Regions from separate parts of the Mus musculus genome. Here all the other regions are linked to region 6. A link is a contact called in public Hi-C and promoter capture Hi-C data. All regions are on one chromosome and are shown on one strand. Each heading gives the region's core, a stretch centred on a gene start, on an enhancer-like site or on the middle of the called end of the contact. The rest is flanking DNA. Distances are from core to core; before and after follow the strand shown.

Region 1 (3,375 bases), core at 324-2,823, 680 kb after region 6:
TGAGAACATATTGTCAAAGTTACACTTTACCTGTATGTATACGAAGGTGCTAAATCCCCTGGAACTGGAGTACGGATTGTTGTGAGCTGCCATGTGAGTGTTGGGAATTGAACCCAGGTCCTCTGGAAGAGCAGCAGTGCTCTTAACTGCTGAGCCATCTCTCCAGCCCTGTGGGGTTTTGTTTTTATTTTTATTATTTAAATCTATTTTTTTTTAAATTAGGGGCTGGAGAGATGGCTCAGTGGGTAAGAGCACTGCTGCTCTTGCAGAGGGCCAAGGTTCTGTTCTCTGAACCCTTGTGGTGGTTCACAGCCAACTATAACTCCAGTTCTAGGGGATTTAACACCCTTTTGCCTGCCTCTGCCTTCTGAGGGCTGGGACTAAAGGCTGCACTACTACCTCCTGACTCTAAAATGATTTTTTAAATCTTATCATTTTAAATTAATTTTGTTACTAAACAATGTATTTTTATATTTTTATGCACACATGGCAATAATATATATTTAAAAATTTATTTTATTTATATATGCAAGTGTTTGTCTGCATGTATGTGTGTACCACATGCATGCATTGGCCACAGAGGTCAGAAGTGTGCATCAGAGCCCCTGGAACTGAAGGTATAAATGGTTGTGAGCCACCCATGTGGGTACTGGGAATTGAACTCAGGACCTCGGCAAAAGCAACAAATGCTCTTAACCACTGATCCATCTCTCTAGCCCCATGGCAATATGATTTGCTTCATTCGTTTTTACTAGCGTGTGTAACACAAACAACGCAAACTCTTGTTTAGGCTAAGCAGGCTCTCTAACACCGAGCCACACAGCCAGCCTCATTTTAATATTTGAGACAGCCAGCTAGCCTGAATCTTGGTATTTAGTCAGGTTGCCCTCTGTCTCAAGATCCCTCTGCCAAAGCCTGTAGAGTTCTGGTCATGCCAGCTGGGTTTTTGTTTGTCTTGTTTGTTTTTTTGTTTACTTATTTATTTGAGATAGGGATTACTGTGGGCTGACACCAGGACCCGCGGTGGTGGCGCACGCCTTTAATCCAGCACTTGGGAGGCAGAGGCAGGTGGATTTCTGAGTTCGAGGCCAGCCTGGTCTACAGAGCGAGTTCCAGGACAGCCAGGGCTAGACAGAAAAACCCTGTCTCAAAAAACCAAAAAAAAAAAAAAAAAAAAAGATCTATTTATGTCAGGCATGGTAGCACATACTTTTAATCCTAGAACTCTGGAGGCAGATCCCCTGGACACTTGTGCATTAGTTACTGGAAACTGAACCCGAACCAGGCTCGATCCCCAATCCTATCCAGGTCTTCTGGATCACAAAACACTCCTACAATCAGCAATACTGCCCAAAAGTCCCAGGTCCCAAGGTAAGGAACCGCCCAGTCCCCTCCTCCTTCCCACCCCCTCCAGTTCAGAGCTCTTTTTTTTTTTTTTTTTTTCCGTCAGGCTTTGCCCTGCTCTGAGCGCGGGCGAATCGCGCGTGGGCAGCTGGGGGCGGGCTCTACCTGGATGCTCCCACTGATTGGGCCGCTGTAGGGGCGGGGCGGGACCAGGCTGCGCTGGGGAGAGTTTAGTGGAGCTCCGGCCTCTGCGCGCCAAGTTTGGGTTTCCCCCGGACGTGGTGTGTCACGTGGTGGGGAGGCTGGTTCCCGGAGCACGTGCTGGGCTGTTAGGACAGCCCGCTGCGGGGTTCCGGCTGGAGGTGTTGCTGTGGTCACTTTCCGCGCGCTCTCCAGGAATTCGGCGATCCACTTGCCTCTGCCTCCCTAGTGCTGGGATTAAAGGCGTGCGCCACCACAACGCGTTTAGTCCCTTTCATAAAGACCGGAGGAACAGACGTTTACGGCCAGCTCCCGAAACCAAGTGAACTGGAGGCCACCCTGCACCAAGGGTTGGAACCTTTTCACAAAATCCACGCTCCTAATACAAGGTATGTAATTTCTAATCTTTGCGATTGTTTCTTTTTGTTTTGTTTGAGGTGTGAGTGTCACACATGCTGTCCTCGAACTTGATGTGTAGCCAAGGATGACCTTGAACTTCTAATGGTTCTGCCTCCACCTCACCAGTAAGAGCTATCGCTCTCGGTTCATGTGGTGCTGGGATGGAACCCCTTGGTTTATACATGTTAACGAAGCTTCCGAGGTTTGTCTGTAATCACTGCTTTTGATTTACTAGTACAACCCTGATTATCTGCAGTGCGTTACTCTATCTAGGGGACAGGTTGGCTTGTAGCGTTCTTAGCCCAGTGCCTCTATTTCAAGGTCTGGAAGTTAGGTGACCTTTGGTTAGCTGAAGCAAGCACAAATGTGTTTAATTGAGCCAGGCAGTTGCTGGACCAGAAACACCAGTTTAGGCTCCGTACAGAATACATTTAAAATTTCTTCCTTGAGGGGAAATTGAATGGAGGTGAGTAATTGTGTTACCCAGGATTCTGGGAAGCACCAAAAGTAAACAGGAGTTCACATTCTGCCTCTGTTATATGACCTTAGTTAAAGCCACTCCAAGGCCTTTGAGAGCCTCCTCTCTTTATAAAGCAGGGCACAGAGAGACTCGCACTGTTCCTGTCCCCATTACAGCCTAACACGTGGGTATGGACTTTGGCAGACCTATAGACAGTAATAAGGAAATGCTGTATGTTTTCCCCAAAGTTAGCTCAAAAACGACAGTTCAGCAGCCAGGGCTCTGCAGAGAGACCCTGTCTTGGAAAACAAAATAATCAAAAGTCTATAGTGTGAAGATCTTCTTCCTAAGTAAGCCCTAAGTAAGCCAGGAGTGGTGGTGGCACACGCAGGAAGATCTCTGTGAATTCAAGGCCAGCCTGGTCTACATAGAAAAACCCTCTCTAAAAACATAAAACTAATGCCCTGGCCTGGGTATTGTGGTGTATGGCCTTTAATCCCACCCAGCAGACAAAGAGGTAGAAGTAGGCAGAGTTCAGTGCCAGCATGGTCTACATAGTGATTCCAGGATAGTTCTATATGGAGACCTTGTTGTTGTTGTTGAAAACTATTAAATACCTGACTGAGGCTAGGCCTGGGAAAGCAGCTTGGTTGGTAGAAAGCTTGCCTGGAATGCAGGGAGCTGGGTTCAGTCCAGCATCCCATGAAACTAAATGTGCTGAGGCGTGCCTATAAGCTGAGGACTCCTGAAGTGGGTGGGCCAGAACTTTCAGGCTCTTCTCTGCTATGCCAGTTCTGTGCCTGCCTGGGCTACATGAAACCTTGTCTTTAAAATCAATCAATCAATCAATCAATCAATCAATCAAGTATACACTAAGCTTCTTGAGCTCCTTGAAGAATTCTGAGCTAGCAAGATGGCTTCTTGAGTTAGGGGACTCACAGACAAGCCTAATGGACTGACTTTACCCCTAG
Region 2 (3,275 bases), core at 130-2,629, 790 kb before region 6:
GGGGCAAGAGAACAGGACCTGTGTGAGGAAAACTGGGGGAAAAGAGGGAATGGAAAAAGAGGGCAGGCGATTTGAGAAGTGTTCTGGATTTGATGGCAACTGTGTTTACTGCTGTAACTGGGAATTATCAACAACACACTTTAAGAACAATTATGATTATTTTCTGTTTTTTTTTTTTTTTTTCTCCTCTTTTTTGAGACAGGGTTTCTCTGTGTAACAGAATCCTGGCTGTCCTGGACTTGCTTTGTAGAGCAAGCTGGTTTCAAACACAGGGGTCCGCCTGAGGAACCACTATGATTTTTTAGGCTTAATTTTTTAGGTGATAGAGAGAACACTGTTAAAGCCATATTTGGGGGGAAGGAATTTAAGAAAAAGTGCTTAGTCCCGGGCATGCTAAATCTGAGAGATAGCTGTGGCCTTGCAATAGAGACAGCATGTCAATGACACACTGCAGTCTGAACACAAATCTGGACGTTGTTGGCATTAAGTCGATATTGAACCCGTAGGAAGAGATGAAATAAACCTGGAGGGGGGAAAAAAAGGATGTGGAGAAACAGATTTAGACGCAAACCAATAGGCATAAACGATACTAAATTGCATTTTCGGGGCGTCATTCATAGTCTATGAACAAAATGTCATTCGGCTTGGAGGTTAGCTGATTAAAGCCACCCTCGCAAAACATCCTCAATCAATACGTTTGGACAAAATAAATAAATAAATAAAGGAAATGTGAGGGTCTCCACCTGCACTCACAACTGCAGCGATTCTGCTGCAGGATTCGCTCTGGACCAGTCTGGATGGATCCCAACCTTCCACCCAGGGCCAATCCATCCAGGCCTCGGGAAACCGGAGCAGAGAGCGCGCGCGCCCGGTCGAGCCCCTCACCTTGGCTTGCTTCAGCAGCTGGATGATCTCGGCCTCCGCCTCGTCTGACGCGTCCTCTCCCGGCTGCTCGGCCGTCGCCGCGGGTCGCGAGAACCAGGCGAGAGCTGCGAGAAGCGGCTCAGAGGTCACCGGGACCGGCCCGTGCCCGCGTCCCCGCCCCCGCCGGGCCGGCCCCGCCCGGAGCGCACCGCTCACCTGCCAACAGCGGCAGCACCCCGTGCCCCCGCGCCGGCGCGCCTCGGGTCCGCAGCCGCTCCGCGCCCGTCCCCGCGTCGCCCGTCCGCTCCGGCAGCAGGCGCGCCGTACAACCCCCACACCGCCGGCCCGCGGCCCGCAGCAGGGTTCGACCCAGACGCCAGCGAAGCAACCGGAACATGCCGACGGGTCCTCCCTCAGAGATCCACTAAGCCACGGCTGGCCCGGGACGCCCCGCCAGTCCGCATGCGCGATGACGCATGCTGACGTCACGCCGTCTCGTCCCGCCCCGCCCCGCCCCCGGCCTGCAGGGCGCGTGAAGTTCGCAGCGCCCGGGAGGAGAGAAGACGGGCGGCGTGCCATGGCGGTCGCGCTCCCGGAGGTGGTGGAAGAGCTCCTGAGCGAGATGGCCGCCGCTGTGCGAGACAGCGCGAGAAGTACGGCCTGCGGGCTTTTATTCTTACCCCGCATGGTTATGTCCCTGAAGCCTGGGCCCCTTAAATCGCTTAACTAAATAGAGGGATTTGAGTGACTAGACGTCAGATCCCTGAGTGCGAGCCGGTGTGCGGGAACCCCGGTACTTAAAGAGAGCCACTGGGTACATCCAAGGAGTGGGCGAGGGCTGGGATGCGGAATGGCAGATGCGTAGACAATTTCGAGTTACTCAGAATCTTTATCCACAATCCGTGATGCAAAGTTTAAAAATAATACCCTTGTTTACTACTTTGTTTAGTAAATAGATTTTACTAAAAAACATTCAGGGAGGCAAAACCTTTAAAAAAAAATCGGGAAGTTGAAAATTACTTCTTCCCTCTGGCCTGTAGAGGTCGCCCTATGCCTGTCTCCAACAAAATGACCGACCAAGGATGATCTTTGCTTACTCACCAGAGTAGGAGGATCTACCAAAAGGGGAAAACTAGTAATGAGGATCTACTATGCAGCTCGGCTGGTAAAGAGGCTTGCCTGGCATGTAGAGAGCTGCCGTGGATTCCCCACCACCGCACAAGACTGGGCACATGGCTGTAGTCTCCGCACTTGGGAAGTGGAGACAAAAAAAAAAAAAAAAAAAAAAAAAAGAAAGAAAGAAAAAGGGAAAGTTTAAGGTCAACCTCAGCTACATAATGCTAGGCCAGACTGGGCTGCTGGAGACTTTATCTCAAAAAACTGGAGGTGGGGTGGGGGGTGCTTTTGAAGTGTAGACTAATTAAAGCACTCTCCCCAAAAATAGCCTCTCTAAATGATAGCCAAATTAGAGCACAAAACTCCTATTGTTCATTGATTGTGCTCTGTGAACTGGTTTGAGTTACTGCTTCAATGGGACTAGAAAAGTAAACGAATAGTCTCATTTTGGTCTTTTACGTAAAAGATTCAGCCAACCAGGTATTCAAACATGCTTTGACTTCAAAGAAGTTGTGGGGTGTTAGTCTGTTGTGAGGTCTTGCTTCCAGGATTTGACCACAGATGTTCTGAGATGCTGGAACGAGATGAGTTTTACAGAACAGGGCTGTTGGTTAATCCATATGCCAGTAACTGAAGGGGCCCCCTTACACAGGAGCAGACTCTCAATTCCTGTTTATTTTTCAGTAGAGCAGTTTTCAGTATTGGGTCTGGGTATTCCTTTCTAATCCCCAATCTTCCTTGGTAACCGTGCAGAATATAAGTCCAGGTTGCATGTATATGATTTTGACCATATAGAAGCTATGATTTCCTTTCCTGGGTAACTTGGTTCCCCTGAATTATAACCATCTCGGCTTTCTAAGCTTGTTTAGTTTTCTACATATGTATTTTTACTTGAACTTGAAATTTTATGCCACTATCACAGGTCTCCACTCAAAATGTTAAGGTAAAAAAGACATTTTATCAGTTACATTTTCATAAAGGAATCTGCGAAGAGCCTGCCGACTTCCCTAGTATGGACTGGCTGCTGTCCGGTTGGGCTGCTGCTGTCTTCCTTCAGTGTTAACTGGGAATTCTCTTTTCCCAGTTTGGGTCTTGTGTTAGCACATCCTACAGTTTACTTTCCTCTTGTTGATCCACTTGTGTATTGTTACCTGTCTTATTGTATGCAGTACACACCTCAGTAGGTTTCTGAAGAAGGCATGAACTATGCTTTTGCGGCTTTGAATGTCTGAAAAAGGTTTTTCTGCTCTCACGCTTGGTTAAAAGGTGTTGAGGGCGGCCAGCGGCCCACATGT
Region 3 (3,004 bases), core at 222-2,721, 720 kb after region 6:
TCCAAGGTCTTCAACTTCTTGTCAAAACACTTGGTGGACTTTGCTTTGATGAGTTTGGGGGTGTAAGCCGGTCTGCAGGTATAAAGGTCTGCATTAGCGGACTCCTCAGGATTAGAGGTAGTGGATACCTGGTCAGCCTGATCCTGGGTATGCTCTGTATCACCAGGCTGCAAGTCAGGGATCTTCGTCTTCTGACGAGGGTATGAGCGGATCTGCCTCAGCAAATCTTGATGTTCGATGATGGACTTCTCCACATTGGCCAGTTCATTGGCTTTCTCAATCGCCTGAGAAGAATAAAAACCCTTGTCGTTGGCTTTCTTCTGGATCTCGGTTTCTGTGTGTAGCACTGTCCTTGTGTAATCCAAGTCTTTCAGCTTTTTTTCAAGTTCCCCAGCGAATGCCTTCCTGTTGCCCATCTTCAAGCACTCAGATGCTTTGGAAAATTCGGCCGAGAGCTCTTGGAACTGCTGCATGATTTTATGCTGGTCTGCGGAGATATAAGCCATACAAAAGGGCCTCACAAAGCCCCTGGCCTCCAGGTCGTACAAGGTGAGGTGGTGCACATATGCAAAGGCCCCTTCCTTAGAGTCTCCCAGTACCACTTTAGAGTCTTCCACAAAGTTCAACTTGGGGTAGGCAGAACCGGGAGGATGGCCTACGAATGAAGCCTGGTAATCCACCGACATAATCCGCAAAGAGAAGTAATTAAGATCAAAAGTGCCAAAAACTTTGGTGTCATTGGGGATGGTAAGCAAGGGCTGGGGTCCCACCTGCTCAGAGAACTCGGAAATGAGGATGAAGTCCCTGGAGAACTTGGCCCCAGACAGTTTAGACCAGGGGTTTGCCCCCTGGCTGGCATAAGGAAAGAGAGGGACTGAGTACTCCTCAGGCAAAGCGGGCTCATTGTAAGGTTCTTCCTCGTATTCATCTTCCTTGGTGAAGGCCACCACATCAGGGGCGCTGATCATATTTCCTGAAATATGGCAAGCACATTGAGAGGAAATGGAAAATAATGTAGGGTTGGTCGGAGGGAGAGTCAGGCCTCTGGATGCGAAAACGAAGTTCTTGCGGCCTTCTTTGCACTTCCGGGGATCCTAAACTGCCCTGTCACACAACGAAGAACTCGAATTGCCGCAGACTCTCAAGGTTTGGGACCTGTGATGCCCTGGGCAAGCCTCATGAACTCCAAAGCTGCAGGTCCAGATGACGGAGGCTGGCCATTCTCCAGCGTTTGCCCGGGCCGGCGCAAGGTTCCTGAAGCTAGGTCACCAGCACTCCCCGGAACCTACCGGCGACATCAACAGTCCCAGCTCTGATCGTGTCATTAATCCTCGCCACGGGCTACCGCAGAATCAGTCAAATGAGTCTCCCCACGACCTAAGGGCAGAAACTGTCGCCGCTCCTAGGACCGTACTGTCCCAGGGAAGCTACCGCGGCACCGCCATCTTGGTATCACATGACTCCCCAGCATCAGCGTCGCGTGACCCGGAAACGCCCACACAGACTTCCAAGTTAGTGGCGCCTTTTAAGAGGCCCTGCCAATCAGATCTTCCAGAGGACAAGTCCCGTTAACTACCCATTGTCATAAAGAAAAGGAAAGTAGAATACAGTGGGGTGGAAGGGAGGAGGAGAAACGGTGTTGGAGGAACGTGCACAGGGCATGAGGCATTCTGGGAGTTGTAGTTCAAGGCTGCTTAGTGGCGCAGTGGGCGGAAGTTGTCTGTGAGCGCGAGTTTAAGCGAGACTCGGACGTGTGGGTTTCTGATCGAGGCGGCAGTTGCCTGGAAAAACTGCATTTATTAAGGTGGCTCTCACAGTTCCTCGTGGCTTTTCCTCTGGGTTCTCCAGCATGCACGGGCACCCGTGGAGTTGCTGCTGGAGCAGGACCTAGGGAATGATCTTCCCGGTCACCCTCTTAGCGTTTCAGTGGCACCGACGGCCTGGAGGCCGTGCCCTGTCCCGCGCTGCCATGGAAGTGGCCTTCCGAGGAGTGCGAAAAGTTCTCTGCGTGGCGGAGAAAAACGACGCTGCCAAGGGGATCGCCGACTTGCTGTCCAACGGGCGTATGAGGCGGGTAAGAAGCACTTGGGTTCTGCTTCCCTGAGGAACGCCCACAAAGTCCGACAGCGCGTTGGGTACCGGGAGCCCGGGCGAAAGCGACTCCGCCTATTTTGCGAGAGGCCCCTCCCGGCCGCCCTCACTTCTCGGTTTCTCCCTAGCCTTCAGGCTTTTTGTAAATGTAAAACCTTTTCACGCTTTTGATAGACCTTTGCTCGCCGGATCTGTCTGCTCGGCTCACATACCAGTGGAGCATTGCTCTCCCTTCTTTGGGTCTGGAGTGTGAGAACACGTGTATTTTAAAACTCTTCCTTGGTCAATCACAAGTTCAGTAGTATTGGAAAGCGGTAACCAACTCCTTTATCTTGGCGTTCAAGCCTTACTTATGGAATCCTGTCCCTGCCTTCTGCAGACCCTGTGACTAGGGTGGTGGCACCCTAGGGGTAACACTTAGGTTTAGGAACTAGAGAAGTCAATTACTACTCCTATAGACTGATTCTAAGATACACGAAAGATAGGATTGTCTCCTGACAAAACGGAGGTGAGAAGGGTAAAACCCCAAGGACTGTTGCGTTATCATTCAGCTGGAGGCCCTTCCTAGGAGCTGTTCCCTTTTCTTTGCAAACAGTTGGATCTCCAGACCTCTGCCTCCAGTTTTAAAATACCCGGAAGGGGGAGCCAAGGTTAGGTGGGCGCTGGCCCCTAACTACTTCACCTCTTAAAAATGTCTTTGAGTAATAATTTTTTCTTTTCTGTTTTGGAGACAGGGGTCTCACGATGTAGCCCTGGCTGTCCTGGAACTTGCTAAGTAGATCAGGCTGGCCTTGAACAATGGAGATCTGTTTGCCTCTGTCTTCTAAGTACTGGGGTTACAGACTGACATTCAGCCTAACTACTGCTTAGATCTCTCTCTCTTTTATTTTTTAATGTCTATGGGTGTTTTCCC
Region 4 (3,369 bases), core at 725-3,224, 660 kb after region 6:
TCACCCATTTACCAAGCTAGACTTGGATGAACTTGCTCTCTAGCTAGAGTGAATAGACATTTTGTATCTTCCAAAAAAAAGTAAGTCTACCTGGGTCTGGCCTCCAGCTCCTGACCTTGTGACCTCCTGCCTGGGGAGTAATTGCAACTACCAGCATCCCCCCCAAGTGCCTGGCACTAGGGTTTGAGGAGGAACCTGGGCCTCCATACTAAGCGGGTGCACAGGACTTGTAACAATCTTTCAATAATTTCTCTTACAATGACCAACTCAAAGGCAATCTTGGTTCCCTGGATGAGCATGGCTTTTGCATAGAGGAATGTATCTAAAAGCCTGCCTCCCCTCATTAATTTGCTGCAGCTAAGCTTCCAGGACTCTTCCGAAATGTAGAGATACTACTACTGACTTCATACTCTGCTGTGATGAGGAAAGTGGGTATCTACAATAGACAGATAGTGGTGGGTACTCCAGTTAGTTTCCCTTCCTGCACTTCTAAAACAAGTAGGTCTTGATGCCTAATTCAAACCTTATCACTAAGGGGTCCCTTGCCACCTGCTACTTCTCTAAAGCTTTCCACTACCCCTACAGGGTTACAAGACTGAAAAGTCTTTACAGGCAATTCCACTAAAAGTAGTAAGTACGGGGCTGGAGAGATGTCTCATTAGTTAAGAGCACTGACTGCTCTTCCGAAGGTCCTGAGTTCAATTCCCAGCAACCACATGGTGGCTCACAACCATCCGTAATGTGATCTGATGCCCTCTTCTGGTGTATCTAAAGACAGCTACAGTGGGGCCAAGGGCTTCCAAGGCTGTGGGTTATGGGAAGCTCTAAGGACAGAGGGCCAATGAAGGCTGTGGATATGCACAGTGGAGACTCTTTTAGTTACTGTATTGACATTGCCTGCACTGTGTATTGCTCAGACAGGATGTGCTGGGCACTAAAGATCATGCTGCCCTGGCACCCAAGTGTTAAGGTCAGCCCTTCAACCCTCTGCTTGACCATGTGAGCATCCTGGATCCCAAACATGAGATCCTGCCCACCACCACCATCTCAGAACAAAAAGGTGGGAAGCCAGAGCCAACTAACATGTCCCAGTCAGTGCCTACAGGGTCTTAGCAGCTGTGTCTGGAGGCTGGCTGTTGTCCTGTAAAGACATTTAATAAAATATCGCATAAAAAGGAAAAATAACAAAAGTAAATACCCACCTGAGAGCTAGTGCAAGTGTTTGTGTGGAAAGGCGTATGTATTAACTCTCAAATCACTATACTAAAGGCTAATGAACTGAGAGTAATGTATGAGTACCATGTGTTGAGTACATGTAGCCACTAGCTAAGCCCTTGCAAGCAAAAACTTATTTACTCTTCACTACTGCCATATTTCTAAAGTTTTAACTGAAGAAACGGTCGCTGAATGTTTAAGGCATCCACCCACAGTTGCACCTGCTAACCGGCACAGTTAGGGTTGGAAGTGTCTAATCTAAGAAAGCTGTTCTCATGGATGTTCCAAAGTCAGAATCTTGCTCGCCCTTTCCGAAAACCCAGATCTCCTAACCATCCCCGGGCAGGAGTGCCACTGGGGTCATGCCACAGTAGCTATGCACACGCGACCTTGCGCGCTCTAGGCTCCAGACCCTGAAACGCACACACAGAGACCAGGTGATCTCCGCGATGAGCGTGCCGGGGCGGAGTGCCTGAACCCTGCTTCCTTCACTGTGGGGCGCCGCGGGGAACCGGAAGCTATCAGGATCCACAGCCTCCCCAGAACGTGCTCAGCCTCACTCAGTCACTTAAAGCAGATGTACCCCGCGCCTCCGCTTTAGACAGGACACCGTCCTCATTTCCACTCACCAAGAGGTTGCAACATCCCTAGCCTTTACCTAAAGGACGGAGAGATCATGGTCAATCAACTTCATGCTCCCGCCTCGGAATTGACGAAATGCAGCTTGGTTCCGTCCAATCACAATACTCGGGAAGCACATGCGCTCTGAAGATGCGCCCAACAGAGGTAGAGTTTAGCCTTTGCGGTCTAAATGACGTCAGTCTGCTTAAGTCCTATACCGTAAATCTTCCGGAGGAAAATTCTAAGTAGTGGTTTGGGTTCCATCGGTTTTCAGAAAAAACTGAACTTGCTCTGCAAAGCTGAGTTTGATGGCATATGGCTGTTATCCGAGTACTTGAGAAATGAAGGGAGGCAGCTCAGGAATACAAGGTCCCCTTTGGGCTAGGCTGCATGACACTGCTTCAAAAAGCAAAAATAAATGCTACAGTTGCCAAGATTATTATAAACGGCGATGTGATGTTGTTACAAAGATGGGGAGAGGGGGCTCGGTTTTTGTTTTTGTTTTTTAAGGAGGTTAGAAACAGACCTACACATAAGTAGTCACTTTTCCTTCCAACAAGGAGCCACATTTAACACAACTAGGAACGTACTATTCTAGTATTACTATTATATATATATATATATATATATATATATATATATATATATGTATATATATATATTACATACATACATTATATACATACATACATATATACATAAATACATATGTGTACATATATACATATATATACATACATATATGTCACTATTACATGTAATATTAATACTATTAATAGTGCTAAGTCTAGGAACTTTCTTTATTCTTTTTCTTTCTTTCTTTCTCCCCCTCACCCCGCCTCTTTTTGGGTTTTTGAGACCAGTGCTTTCTTTATGTAGCCTTGGCTGTCTTGGAACTCGTTCTTTACACCAGGCTGACCTCGAACTCACAGAGATCTGCCAGCCTCTGCCTTCCAAGTGCTGTGAGTTCAAGACTAGCCTGGTCTACATCGCGAGTTTCAGGACACCCAGGACTACAGAGAGAGACCTTGTCTCAAGATAATAATTATAACAACAACGTCAACAACACAAGAGAGTGTATAAGCAATACAATTTGTAATACATATAGCTGGAAATAAATTTTATTTCAAAAGATACAAAGTTTGCAGAAAAAATTATTATCTTAGTTTTTCAAGACAGGGTCTCTCTGTGTAGTCCCAGTTGTCCTGGAATTTACCCTGTAGACCAGGCTGGCCTCAGAGATCTGCCTGCCTCTGCCTTCTGAGTGATGGGATTAAGGGCATGAGCCACTATTGCTCAGCAAATTTATTGTATGTTCATTATTGACTGTTTATTGTAGATGAGAGGAGCTTGCATAAAGATATTTCATGCAAGTTTATAATGTACTTTGGGCATACTCTCCTCCATTCTCTCTAGCCTCCTCTTTCCACCCCCACTTAAGTGTAAGGAGTCACACAGACACACACCCTTCTCTGTGTAAGCTGAAGCCAAGTAGAGAGTTGAGTCGGAATTCCATCCCTCACTGACAAGACC
Region 5 (3,234 bases), core at 721-3,220, 790 kb after region 6:
GCTTTGGCATCCTCTGCATTCCTTCTGTTCCCCCCCCCGCACCCCCCCCCCCCCGACCACACTGTGCAGGTTACCTGGCACTCCCAAATGACCAGCTCTGAAAGGCCTCCCTAACTGGTCCCGCCTACGTCAGCATCCCAGTCCATATTCCCACACCCTCATCACACCATATTTTATCCACAGCTCTAGCCAACCCTGTGAACTACTATATATTCTGCCCTTCTGTTTTGGCTTTTTTGTCCGCATCCTTTCCCAGGGAATAAACCACCCCTTCAATGAAGAATTGTCCGCCATGCCCTGGTACCAAGGAGGTAGGGATCCAAATTAAACTAGTAGGAGATGCACATCCTACAGGCAATTTGTAATTTGTGGTCTGAGCTGGATTTAAACCCAATACCCACTGGTCACCCTGGACTACAAGTCCAAACTCAAGAATCTGGGGCTCACTATTCTCTAGAGATCTCCTAACACCCCCTGTGGCAATCAAACTCGTTCCCCAAGATGACCTATCTCCTATCATTGCTTCCCACTCAAATCGGGCCTCACCCTCCTCAACTCCTACCCACTGTAGCATCATCAGTCAGGGGAAGCCATGCTTCAGAGACTCATCACAACTGTGGAGGTCCCCACTACACACCCCATTCACTGGCTAAAACCCACTCTCTTCTTGTTTCATGGGGCACACCCTCACGGTGAGCCAAAAAGAGGCTCCCATCTGAGAAGCCTCTCCTGGCAGCTCTTTAGTTATGGTGTCTGTAAAGCCTGGCACCCCCTGATCATTGCTGAGATCGCAACAAGAAAAAACTGAGCCATGGCAGGGTCTCCCCCTGAAAGTGCCTCCTAAGAGAAGTCCAGGGTCCCTAAGTTCTACTCAGGACAGTAGCAGCTGCTTCAAAACTCCTACTCCACTGCTATCACACAGCAAGGCAAGGAAAGATAAGCGGCCCTCTCCCTACTGAACCTCAGTTTTTTTTTTTTTGTTTGTTTGTTTGTTTTTTAACGTGTGTAATGGAAATGAGAAATCGAATCCTCAACAGCAAGATGCACACAGGCTCTGGGATAAAAGTAACATCTAATCAGAGCCCCACCAGTACAGATAAGAGTTAGGCTTGTGGGGCTCTATACTGGTCAGTGCAGACTAGGTGGGAGCTGAGGCCTTTCCCGGGTCTCTTCTGTATCTCGTCTCTCCAACTTTAGTAAGGTCAGGAACTGGCCGGGTCGCAAGGACATCCAGAATCCACAAGGGGGAAACTGGCCTCATTTCATGGCGGGGGAAACTGAGGCACTAAGGTTTGAAATGCAGTTGAGCATACAGACCAGCACATCCCTTGAACTAGGGACCCCAAGGTAGGGCAGAGCCTGGTGAGAAAAGTGGAGGCGCAGGGATTTCCCAGCCCCCCCACCCCCCACTTTTCCCTCTCTCGCCCGCCTAAGAGTTAAAGAAAACAAAACCTGGCCCTGAATGTCCCTCAGCCGAGCCGGGCTACACACCAAAAATGAAAGAAAAGAGGCCAAGAGCGAAAGGCAGATAGGTCGGAGGACCCCACTGAGCCCAAGGGACACCGGGAGAGATATCAGGGGTTCAGAGACCAGGAGCCCGAAAGCGCACGGCACGGCGCGGGGCGCAGCCCGACACCCCAACCAGGCACACCCGAGCAGCGCGGCGCTCGCAGGGCAGAGGCGGCCCGATGTGGCCCGCCTGAGCCGCCGGCGCCCCCGCCGCCGCACCTTGTGGAAGGCGAAGAGCTCCTGCTTAAGCTTCTCGCGCTGCGGGTCGGCGCCCTGCCGCCGGAACCGAAACTTCATCATCTTGCGCCCGCCTCCGCCACCGCCGCGGGATGCGCCCGGCCCCGCCGGTCCTGAGGCGCGGGGCGGGGCCTGCACGGAGGCGCGGGACGCCACGGACGCCCGCCCGACCCACGACGTGAGCGTGCCCGCCGTGCCGTGCCGCCCCTTGCTCGCCAGACAATGGGCGAGGACGGGGCCCCCGGGCTCGCCGGGCTCGCCGGGGGGGGGGGGCAGTCACGCATGCGCAATGGTGCGGGGCCTGCTGGGACTTGTAGTCCGAAGGTGGGTCCCAACCGTGGGAAGCTGGGCTGTGGTTTGCTAAAGGTTGTTTTCCACTCACGACTGAGCTAACAACATTCTAATAATTCCAGGGACAATTCTCTAGCCCCTCCCGGTCCCACTTCCCCCATCTTTGCCGTTGTTATCTAGTTTGTGTGGCCAGTTTTCACGGATCACTACTTTGCCTATTCCTCCGGTGTGTATTCCACACCACGCTTTTTGTCTCAACTATTATCGAAGAACCCCTCTCTAGGAGCCCGCGATGGTTGTGCATAACTTTAATTCTGGCAATCAGGTGGCAAGCAGAGGCAGGCAGATCTCTCTGAGTTCCAGGCCAGTCAAAAGCTACATTGTAAAACTATGTCTCAAAAAAAAAAAAGAAAATCTCAATTCCTTGAGAGTTATTATTCATGACCCAACACAAAGAACTTCGGTTTGCACCGGCTCAGAAGATCCTTGAGAGGGACGCGAGGCAAAGAAAAGGGGCGGAGGGCTGCAGGAGGTGGCAGGCACGTAGGGCTGAACAGGAGCGGGCTGGATACAGCTTCTCCCCTTGTTTCCCCCATCCCTACAGGGAACTCCGAGAACAAAGCTGCGCCCCGCCCCCGCTTTCTTCCTGTCCCACCCACCTCCCGAGACTTTTCTCTTCTGGACAATGGCCTCTAGGCTGAACCTTTTCCTGCTAGCTGAGGGACTCAGTGTTGGGAGAGATCCCAGGAGTTTAAGCGGGCCAAGCCCCTGTCCTCCCATCTTTGTCAAGAGAGGAGGCGTTGACCCTTAACCCTCAGGCAGCTGCACTGCAGCAACAGGGACCTAGCTACCTCCAAACTGCCCACGACCAGCGTTGCTCAACCCGCCCTGGGAGTTGGGGCTCAGGACTCACAGCTCTTTCCCGAGCTGTAGCTAAAGTGGTTGGCTAGACAGCAAAGGGCCCCTCCTGATCTCAACACGCTTAATGATTTTAAGAGCTCACTGAGAGAGGCACAGATACCACACAATTTTAAAGTGATATCACCCCAGATGCACAGAGGAAGAAACAGTGGCAGCCAACACAGACCAAGATCAGCCCCACACAAGTCATGATCAGAAGCAACTCAGAGGCCTAGGCTACAGTCCTTGTGCTACCCCATGTTGGATTTCAACCTTGCAAATGCTCAGGACATGCTC
Region 6 (3,165 bases), core at 386-2,885:
TGGACTGAAGAAGCTATATCCTTCAGTGGTGGGGTTCCAGCCTGTTTCTGCTGTGTGCAAATGCTGGCCTGATGGTGACAAATCTGATTCCATGAGGGGTAACTTCCTATCTGAAGCACAGGCAAATAATCTTCAACTGAGCTGTGTCTACCCTGGAACAGCTCCAAAGAATAAGAATCTTGCATTATCTAGTAAAATACCAGATTCCGTCCTCTTTCAACTCTTCCCCCTTGCAGGCATTTTTTTTCTGCAGATCCCTGTGCCATGCACAGGAACTATCTGCTCAGCAAAAAATACCCAAGACTGCTGGGAACAGAGGAACATTTCAGCCAAAGTCTACCTGAGGGGTCTTAGCTGAACACGCTGAATTTAAGATAAAATCTTCACTAACCTCTAAAGACATCCATTTAAATACTTTCCACCTTCTTTCCCATGCCCCGGTAACACTGAATTGAGACTCTCTGAACATTCTGTCAAAATAGTCATTTAGCCAGGCAGTGAACACCTTTAATCTTAGCGCTCAGGAGGCAGAGGCAGGCAGCTCTCTGTCAATTTGAGGCCAGCCTCTGCCTGTTCAGTGCTGGGACTAAAAGCATGAGCCGGTACATCCAGTTTTTTTAGAAATTTTAATCTAAATCAAAGGCGCAGGTATTAAGTTTGTGAAAATGAATTGATGTGTGAAACTTTCTGCATGTAGTACCAAATGCTGGGCAACACAAACAACCGTGTATGATATCTAAGATCCATTTCTGCTTTAGACTCAACCTTTGGCTTTTGATTGAGAACTCAGTAATAAATGTCAAGGGGACACTCAGACTTTACTGGATTTCATCCCAGTTTCCCTCTCCACACTTTTCTTGTCTCACTGGGAATCCCGAATCTCTTTGGAGATTGGAGACTTAAGCTGCCTACCGAGAACTTTTCTAGCTCTCGAGTTAACAATGCTCACTTTTGCCTCAACCGGACGTCCCAGCCGGATGGAGGAAAAATGGAAGAGGAAAGGGAAAAAGTTGTTGGGTCTGGCCCGGTTCAGAGCGCATGCGCATCCCCGCCAGGTCCTCACTGGCTGGGGGTGGGGGTGGGGGTGTTGGAGTGGTTGGGGGGGTGGGGGAAAACAAGTCAGCGACGCTCTAAAGACTGGGGTCTCTGGTCACTACTCCGGGGTAAGGCGTCCAGAACTTCCGGCGCCGAAAGAGTGCGCAGCAAATTCCCTAGGAAATAAAGCTAACAAGGAAGGAAGAGGAGCCAAAAGGACGGGGTGGGGGTGGGGGGGTGCGGAGCTTGTTGCCTAGGTAACACCCCTCCTCCCTCCCTTATCTCCGCCCTTCGGGCCTGTGGAGCGAGTAGGCTCAGAAGTACAAGAGAACTTGGTGGGGCCTTGCTCGCTTCCCCCCCACCACCCAAGCTCCGGAGGCTGCTAGTACGCATGCGTGAGAGCATGGTGCGGGGCTGCGCGCGCACCCCTGAGGAGCACGCATCACCCCTTGGGCGGCTCCCGCCCGGAGTGGGACAGCTGGGCGCGCGCGCGCGCGCGCGTGATTGACAAGGGCGCGGTTTTCCCGTCCGGTAAGTTTTGATTGGACAGAGTAAAATAAAGGGGTGGGAACCTCCACGGAGGCCGCTCAACGATTGGCTGGGAGCTGGAGGAGCGTGGTCCCGGGGCGGCCGGTGGGGTGGTCTGCTTCGGCGCACGCGAGGCTTTGGTGGTGGCCGCGGTTCTTGTTAAGTGAGCGAGCCCGGGGGAACACTCATCACTGGGTTGGCAAGACTCAGGAATCCCAAATTCCCGAGGAGGCGTGGCGGCGGGGTGCCGGCCGGTCGGTGAGTGCGATCCCGGGAGTCCCAGCGCCCCGCCCCTCCCTTTCTTCCGGGGCCGCGCCGCGCCCCCCTGGATCCTGGGCCGTGGGGTTCTCTGTGCCAGCGGTCCCCTCTCGCCTGCTGCACAGGTCCTGCCTCCAAACCCACAGAGGCGGAACTGAGAGGCCCTCAGGACGATCTTCTCATCAGCGCTTCGTACAGACCATGGCCGAACCGCTGAAGGAGGAGGACGGCGAAGATGGCTCTGGGGAGCCCCCTGGGAGGGTGAAGGCAGAACCCGTTCACACCGCTGCCTCTGTGGTGGCCAAGAACCTGGCCCTGCTCAAAGCCCGCTCCTTCGACGTGACCTTTGACGTGGGGGACGAGTACGAGATCATCGAGACCATAGGCAATGGGGCCTACGGGGTGGTGTCTTCGGCGCGCCGCCGCCTCACGGGTGAGCTGGCTTCCTGAGGCTCAGCATGTGTGGACTGCTTTCCAGAGGCGGTGAGGAACCCGCACGGTCCCAGGAGGATCAGCTGCGCCGGGGATTCTGGTTCCACTCACGCTTACGGACTAGGTGCCAGCTCCCCGTTAGGTACCCTTCTCAGGAACCCCTGCTTCTCCCAGTCAGCCTACTTTCTCCTTAGGAAAAGGATATTCCCTGTAAGCCAGAATAGAGAGATGCTCTTTGGTGTCCAAAAGAGATATGTTCTAGAGCCAGAGATTGGCACGATGGAGTGGTGGAAGAATGGGGAGGATCTGGGATGGACTGACTATGTGAGGAGGGAGGGAGGGAGGATCAGTTAGTACAGTCACAACCACTGCTAACTAGCCGCGCCTCCTCTCTATGTGAGCTATTAGCAGCCGTTTCACGAGGCAGTTGCGAAATTAAAATTTGATATATGTTACACACAGGGCCCTGCACACAGTAGGTACTTACTGCTATCTGGGCTCCAGAAGAGCAGTGCTGGAAGGGACCTGCAGCTAACTTGAAGGTACTCTCTGGTATATGCCCTTTTCCTGCTCCCCAGGCCAGCAGGTGGCCATCAAGAAGATACCTAATGCTTTTGATGTGGTGACCAATGCCAAACGGACCCTCAGGGAGCTGAAGATCCTCAAACACTTCAAACACGACAATATCATCGCCATCAAGGACATCCTGAAGCCTACTGTGCCCTATGGAGAATTCAGATCTGTGTAAGGAGTGGGCCAGGAGGAGGAGACACAGTCGGGATCAGCTTAGAAGCCCAGGTTCAGTAATACTGAAGTTCTGGCAGGGCGGTTGAACCCAGAGTGATGCGGGCTGTGAGTCCAGGACATTGGTAGGGACAGTTCTTATCTCTCAAGAGGGCAAGGGCTGGGGAT
Region 7 (3,308 bases), core at 626-3,125, 620 kb after region 6:
TGCACTTTCAGAGGGTGAATTCATGACCATTATGGTGGGGAGTATGGCTGCAGACAGGCAGGTGTTGGAGTAGTCACCAAGAGCTTATATTTTGAAACAATCACCAGGCAGAAAGAAGAACAGGGCCTGGCATGGGCTTTTGAAACCTCAAACCCATTCCCGGTGACTCACCTTCAACAATAAAAGCCAGACCTCCTCATTCTTCCTAAACAGTACAATTGGGAATCAAACATTTAAATATATGCGCCTATGGGGACCGTTATTAAAACCACCGCAGACTATGACCTGAAGTGTAGGCCAAATAAATCCTCTTCTCCCTTAAGTGGCTTGTGTATTTTTATCACAGCAACAAGAAATAAATCTAAGACAGGGACATAGATCCCCGGTGGGATCCACCATGTCTCTGACTTGGCACCAGAACACTAGATCCTTGAGGACTCCCAGTAAAGGCAGACCCTCCTGGCTAGCTGCTTCCCAGCTTAAATGTGGGCTTGGCAGTCCCTGGTCAGTACACATTGTTTTTTGCTCATACTGCAGTAGGGCTGAGAAAAGGGTTCAGACATCCCCTAGGCAGTGGCTATAGGGTAATGGGAAAGAGAACACGCCCCTGCACCTTTTTTGTTTTGTTTTGTTTTGTTTGTTTGTTTGAGACAGGGTTTCTCTGTAGCCGTGGCTGTCCTGGAACTCACTCTGTAGACCAGGCTGGCCTCGAACTCAGAAATCCACCTGCCTCTGCCTCCCAAGTGCTGGGATTAAAGGCGTGCGCCACCACTGCCCGTCACCCCTGCACTTTTATCAGGTTCCTAAAGAGCTGAGAGCTTTCTCACAGATGTTCCTGGGTAGTAGAGTGTAGTTAAGGAAGGGGGAAATGGGAGAGAAAACATAGATTTTTACCTCCTGGCTGAGTCACAGGGACCACCTACATAAGTTCCTAGGTTCTTGTGTCTCAGGACAAAGAATTGTATCAGAGATGCATAGTTAGCAATAGAGGCAATTTACTTAAAAAAAAAAAATTTACAAAGACACTCAGGTAGGGAATGGGCTAGTGATCTGGAAGAATGCATAACCTGAAGTCCTTAGCCATTACCTGCCTTCTCCAGGCCAAGTTTTTCTCTTGCATGCTGTTTGTTATTGAGTAATCCAGGCAAGGAAGGGATCCCAGGCACTATCAACTGGCATTGATTGATTGATTGATTGTGTCTGGGTGTTTTGTGCACTACACGTGTGCTGTGGTCGTAAGGCCAGAAGAGGGCGTCAGACGTTACTGCAATAGCTGACTGTTGTTAGCTACCACGTGCCAGAAACTGATCCACAGTCCCCTGAAAGAGCCGTTAGTGCTCTTAAGTACTGAACAATCTCCGCAGCCCCCTCATACCTTATTCTTGACGTCTCTCTACACATCCCTATTCTTTTGCCACACTTGCATGTGTTACGAGTTTGGCAATCGGAGGCGGAGTTGCATATTCAATTTGAAAACCAGGAACTTTATAGAAACCAGACAAGCATAAAACCTGACTGGGAGGAAAAGGCGTTTTAGGGCAAGCACATCTACAGACCTTCAAAATCTCTGGATTTGTCAGCCGGGCAAGTTCCGGTCAGGAGAGGGGGGCAGTTGACGCCGCGGAGGCAGAGGTAACCTTCGGACTGAAGGTGCACGAGTTCTGGTCTGCAGATGGGAAAGGAGAAAGGTTAAGCTGCTCAAGTCATTGTAAAGTGTGAGAACTGGGGGACTCAGGCCCCCAGCGGCCGAAGCCACGGTGAAGGGCAACAGGGCCGAGGCCAAGGGTTGGGCCTCTCAGGCTGTGAGGGCGGGATCGTCGCGCGAAGCGCTCTGGGAGTGGTAGGCGCTTTCTTTCCGCTCTCCTTCAGCCACTCGTTCTGGGAGCCCAAGGACGTCCAGGCGGTGGGCGCAGCGACTCGCACTTTGCGACTTGAAGACTCTTTCCTAAGGCGGATCCCACCCCCTCGCCCTCTTGCGCGCGGCAGCTTACAGCAGGCTTCCGGCGTGAGGTATTGTGGGCAGTGTAGTCCTTCTCGCAACCTCCCACCTCGTCCGCGCGGCTCACGGGACTACGTTTCCCTTCGGCTCCCGCGCGCCCTGAGCCGCGTCGGCTCCAGCCCCCGACGAACCGAGAGTCTCCAAGATGGCCGCGTGGGGAAGGAGGCGTCTGGGTCCGGGCGGCGGCGGCTCCCGAGAGAGGTAAGCTGGGCTCGCGACCGCGGGCGAAGGTCGACCGCAGAGCCGGCGAAGCCTCTGTGCCACGCGCGACTCCGGATCGTGTGCCCGCCACGCGCGGGGCCCAGTCCGCGGGGGCTTAGGTGTGGGAGGAGCGGGGCGGCGCGACGGCCAGGAGCGAGGGGAGCGCGACTCGGAGGGGCGGCGACCCGCAGCCGGGTGGGCGGTGAGCCAGGGTGAGTAGCTGCGAGGGCCGCCACGCTGTCCTACCGAGCGTCCTGTGGGCTCCGGGCCGCTGGCTCGCGCACGTGGCCCGCTCGGCCTGGGCGCCCGGTGTGGCGTGGATGGGCTCCGGGGAGAGGAGGAGGGTAGAGGCTCGCGGCGCCGTGTGCTTTATAGGGGCGTTTGCTGAGAGCGGCAGCGTGCCGGGCGCGCCTCCAAGAGCCTGAGCCTGGCCGCCTTGTGAGCGAGCAATCGTCGCCACTTTTTGAGGGTTCTCTTCGAGCACTTCTGCCCTAAGTCCTTTGTAGTGACCTTTCCTACTGAATGCGTTTGGGGGCGCTAGGGGTTTTGTTTCTTCCAGTGATTTCCGGATGACAAGAGTAGTTGACGTGTTTCGGGTTGAACTTGTAGCCTTTTCCTTCTGGGAATTATTTTTAGCTAATAGGTTACTAGAAGCTGTTCAACGATAAGAAGTTTGGGGAGGTGGGTGTATATCGGTGGCGCTACTGGATTAACCTGCCCAGTCGGTCTTGCTAAGTCCTCCGCATTTTACTGTGGATGTCAGAAAAAGGAAAAGAAAAAAAAAAAAAGCAAAGTTTGACTTTTTCCCCTCCGTTTCCAATGAGTACTGTCAACCATAAAAGTTGTGTCTCAACTAATCTGCGTTGTTCCTTTTTGACTGACGCATCCCATGTTTCTTGCTATTGCATACGACAGCTTTTCCATCCCACACTAGTCTTCCTGCTTGGCAGAAGTGGTAGCCAGTTTTACTCCTGAGTTCGGTTATGCTAAATAATCCGTTCTGCGTTTACTGTGACATGGAAAAGCAGTGGCGAGGAGTGTTTGTTTGTTTGTTTGTTTGTTTGTTTTTTCCCTAACTCCCACTTATTTCTTAGATAAGAACAGCCAG

The links. Promoter capture Hi-C pulls out the DNA fragments that hold promoters and counts their contacts. A called contact is a pair of places that touch in the nucleus more often than the background predicts. Capture Hi-C pulls out chosen DNA fragments and counts their contacts.
Region 1: a promoter capture Hi-C map of adipose tissue shows a contact between it and region 6. The contact joins the promoter of Shmt1 here to the promoter of Mapk7 in region 6. A contact is called at or near these places in 2 of 39 promoter capture datasets (embryonic stem cells and pre-B cells), 1 of 115 datasets of contacts at active chromatin or transcription factors (embryonic hindbrain) and 2 of 9 other capture datasets (adipose tissue and pancreatic islet).
Region 2: a contact with region 6 is called in a promoter capture Hi-C map of liver, with 2.4 times the contacts expected there. The contact joins the promoter of Zswim7 here to the promoter of Mapk7 in region 6. A contact is called at or near these places in 1 of 39 promoter capture datasets (liver), 1 of 484 Hi-C or Micro-C datasets (CD4 T cells) and 1 of 9 other capture datasets (adipose tissue).
Region 3: a contact with region 6 is called in a Hi-C map of CD8 T cells, with 4 times the contacts expected there. The contact joins the promoter of Smcr8 here to the promoter of Mapk7 in region 6. A contact is called at or near these places in 4 of 39 promoter capture datasets (the C10 cell line, hippocampal neurons, neutrophils and 1 more), 2 of 484 Hi-C or Micro-C datasets (CD8 T cells and embryonic stem cells), 5 of 115 datasets of contacts at active chromatin or transcription factors (bone marrow-derived macrophages, embryonic forebrain, embryonic hindbrain and 2 more) and 2 of 9 other capture datasets (adipose tissue and liver).
Region 4: a contact with region 6 is called in a promoter capture Hi-C map of pre-B cells, with 3 times the contacts expected there. The contact joins the promoter of Dhrs7b here to the promoter of Mapk7 in region 6. A contact is called at or near these places in 5 of 39 promoter capture datasets (the C10 cell line, hippocampal neurons, liver and 2 more), 1 of 484 Hi-C or Micro-C datasets (pre-B cells), 4 of 115 datasets of contacts at active chromatin or transcription factors (astrocytes, craniofacial prominence, embryonic stem cells and 1 more) and 2 of 9 other capture datasets (adipose tissue and liver).
Region 5: a contact with region 6 is called in a Hi-C map of B cells, with 13 read pairs. The contact joins the promoter of Llgl1 here to the promoter of Mapk7 in region 6. A contact is called at or near these places in 1 of 39 promoter capture datasets (pre-B cells), 2 of 484 Hi-C or Micro-C datasets (B cells and embryonic stem cells), 6 of 115 datasets of contacts at active chromatin or transcription factors (the 230-238 cell line, bone marrow-derived macrophages, embryonic hindbrain and 3 more) and 2 of 9 other capture datasets (adipose tissue and liver).
Region 7: a promoter capture Hi-C map of pre-B cells shows a contact between it and region 6, with 3 times the contacts expected there. The contact joins the promoter of Tmem11 here to the promoter of Mapk7 in region 6. A contact is called at or near these places in 7 of 39 promoter capture datasets (the 3T3-L1 cell line, 3T3-L1-derived adipocytes, the C10 cell line and 3 more), 3 of 484 Hi-C or Micro-C datasets (CD4 T cells, Th1 cells and embryonic stem cells), 10 of 115 datasets of contacts at active chromatin or transcription factors (bone marrow-derived dendritic cells, bone marrow-derived macrophages, cardiomyocytes and 7 more) and 2 of 9 other capture datasets (adipose tissue and liver).

Annotation. Positions count from the first base shown.
Region 1 is chr11:60,809,463-60,812,837 of GRCm38.p6, reverse strand. It overlaps Shmt1 (serine hydroxymethyltransferase 1 (soluble)), which reads left to right and starts at 1,573. Exons shown (of 12, transcript NM_009171.2): 1 at 1,573-1,934.
Region 2 is chr11:62,279,499-62,282,773 of GRCm38.p6, reverse strand. Zswim7 (zinc finger SWIM-type containing 7) reads left to right here and starts at 1,379. Exons shown (of 5, transcript NM_027198.1): 1 at 1,379-1,517. The coding sequence starts at 1,442. Ttc19 (tetratricopeptide repeat domain 19) reads right to left here and starts at 1,301. Exons shown (of 10, transcript NM_028360.2): 1 at 1,081-1,301; 2 at 886-989. The coding sequence starts at 1,261.
Region 3 is chr11:60,775,992-60,778,995 of GRCm38.p6, reverse strand. It overlaps Smcr8 (Smith-Magenis syndrome chromosome region, candidate 8 homolog (human)), which reads right to left and starts at 1,471. Exons shown (of 2, transcript NM_001085440.1): 1 at 1-1,471. The coding sequence starts at 968. Top3a (topoisomerase (DNA) III alpha) reads left to right here and starts at 1,631. Exons shown (of 19, transcript NM_009410.3): 1 at 1,631-2,074. The coding sequence starts at 1,895.
Region 4 is chr11:60,829,236-60,832,604 of GRCm38.p6, reverse strand. It overlaps Dhrs7b (dehydrogenase/reductase (SDR family) member 7B), which reads right to left and starts at 1,974. Exons shown (of 7, transcript NM_145428.2): 1 at 1,874-1,974. The coding sequence starts at 1,893.
Region 5 is chr11:60,698,436-60,701,669 of GRCm38.p6, reverse strand. It overlaps Llgl1 (LLGL1 scribble cell polarity complex component), which reads right to left and starts at 1,970. Exons shown (of 21, transcript NM_001159404.2): 1 at 1,729-1,970. The coding sequence starts at 1,809.
Region 6 is chr11:61,492,736-61,495,900 of GRCm38.p6, reverse strand. Mapk7 (mitogen-activated protein kinase 7) reads left to right here and starts at 1,635. Exons shown (of 7, transcript NM_011841.2): 1 at 1,635-1,821; 2 at 1,947-2,254; 3 at 2,832-2,997. The coding sequence starts at 2,023.
Region 7 is chr11:60,877,605-60,880,912 of GRCm38.p6, reverse strand. Tmem11 (transmembrane protein 11) reads left to right here and starts at 1,875. Exons shown (of 2, transcript NM_173453.3): 1 at 1,875-2,200. The coding sequence starts at 2,145.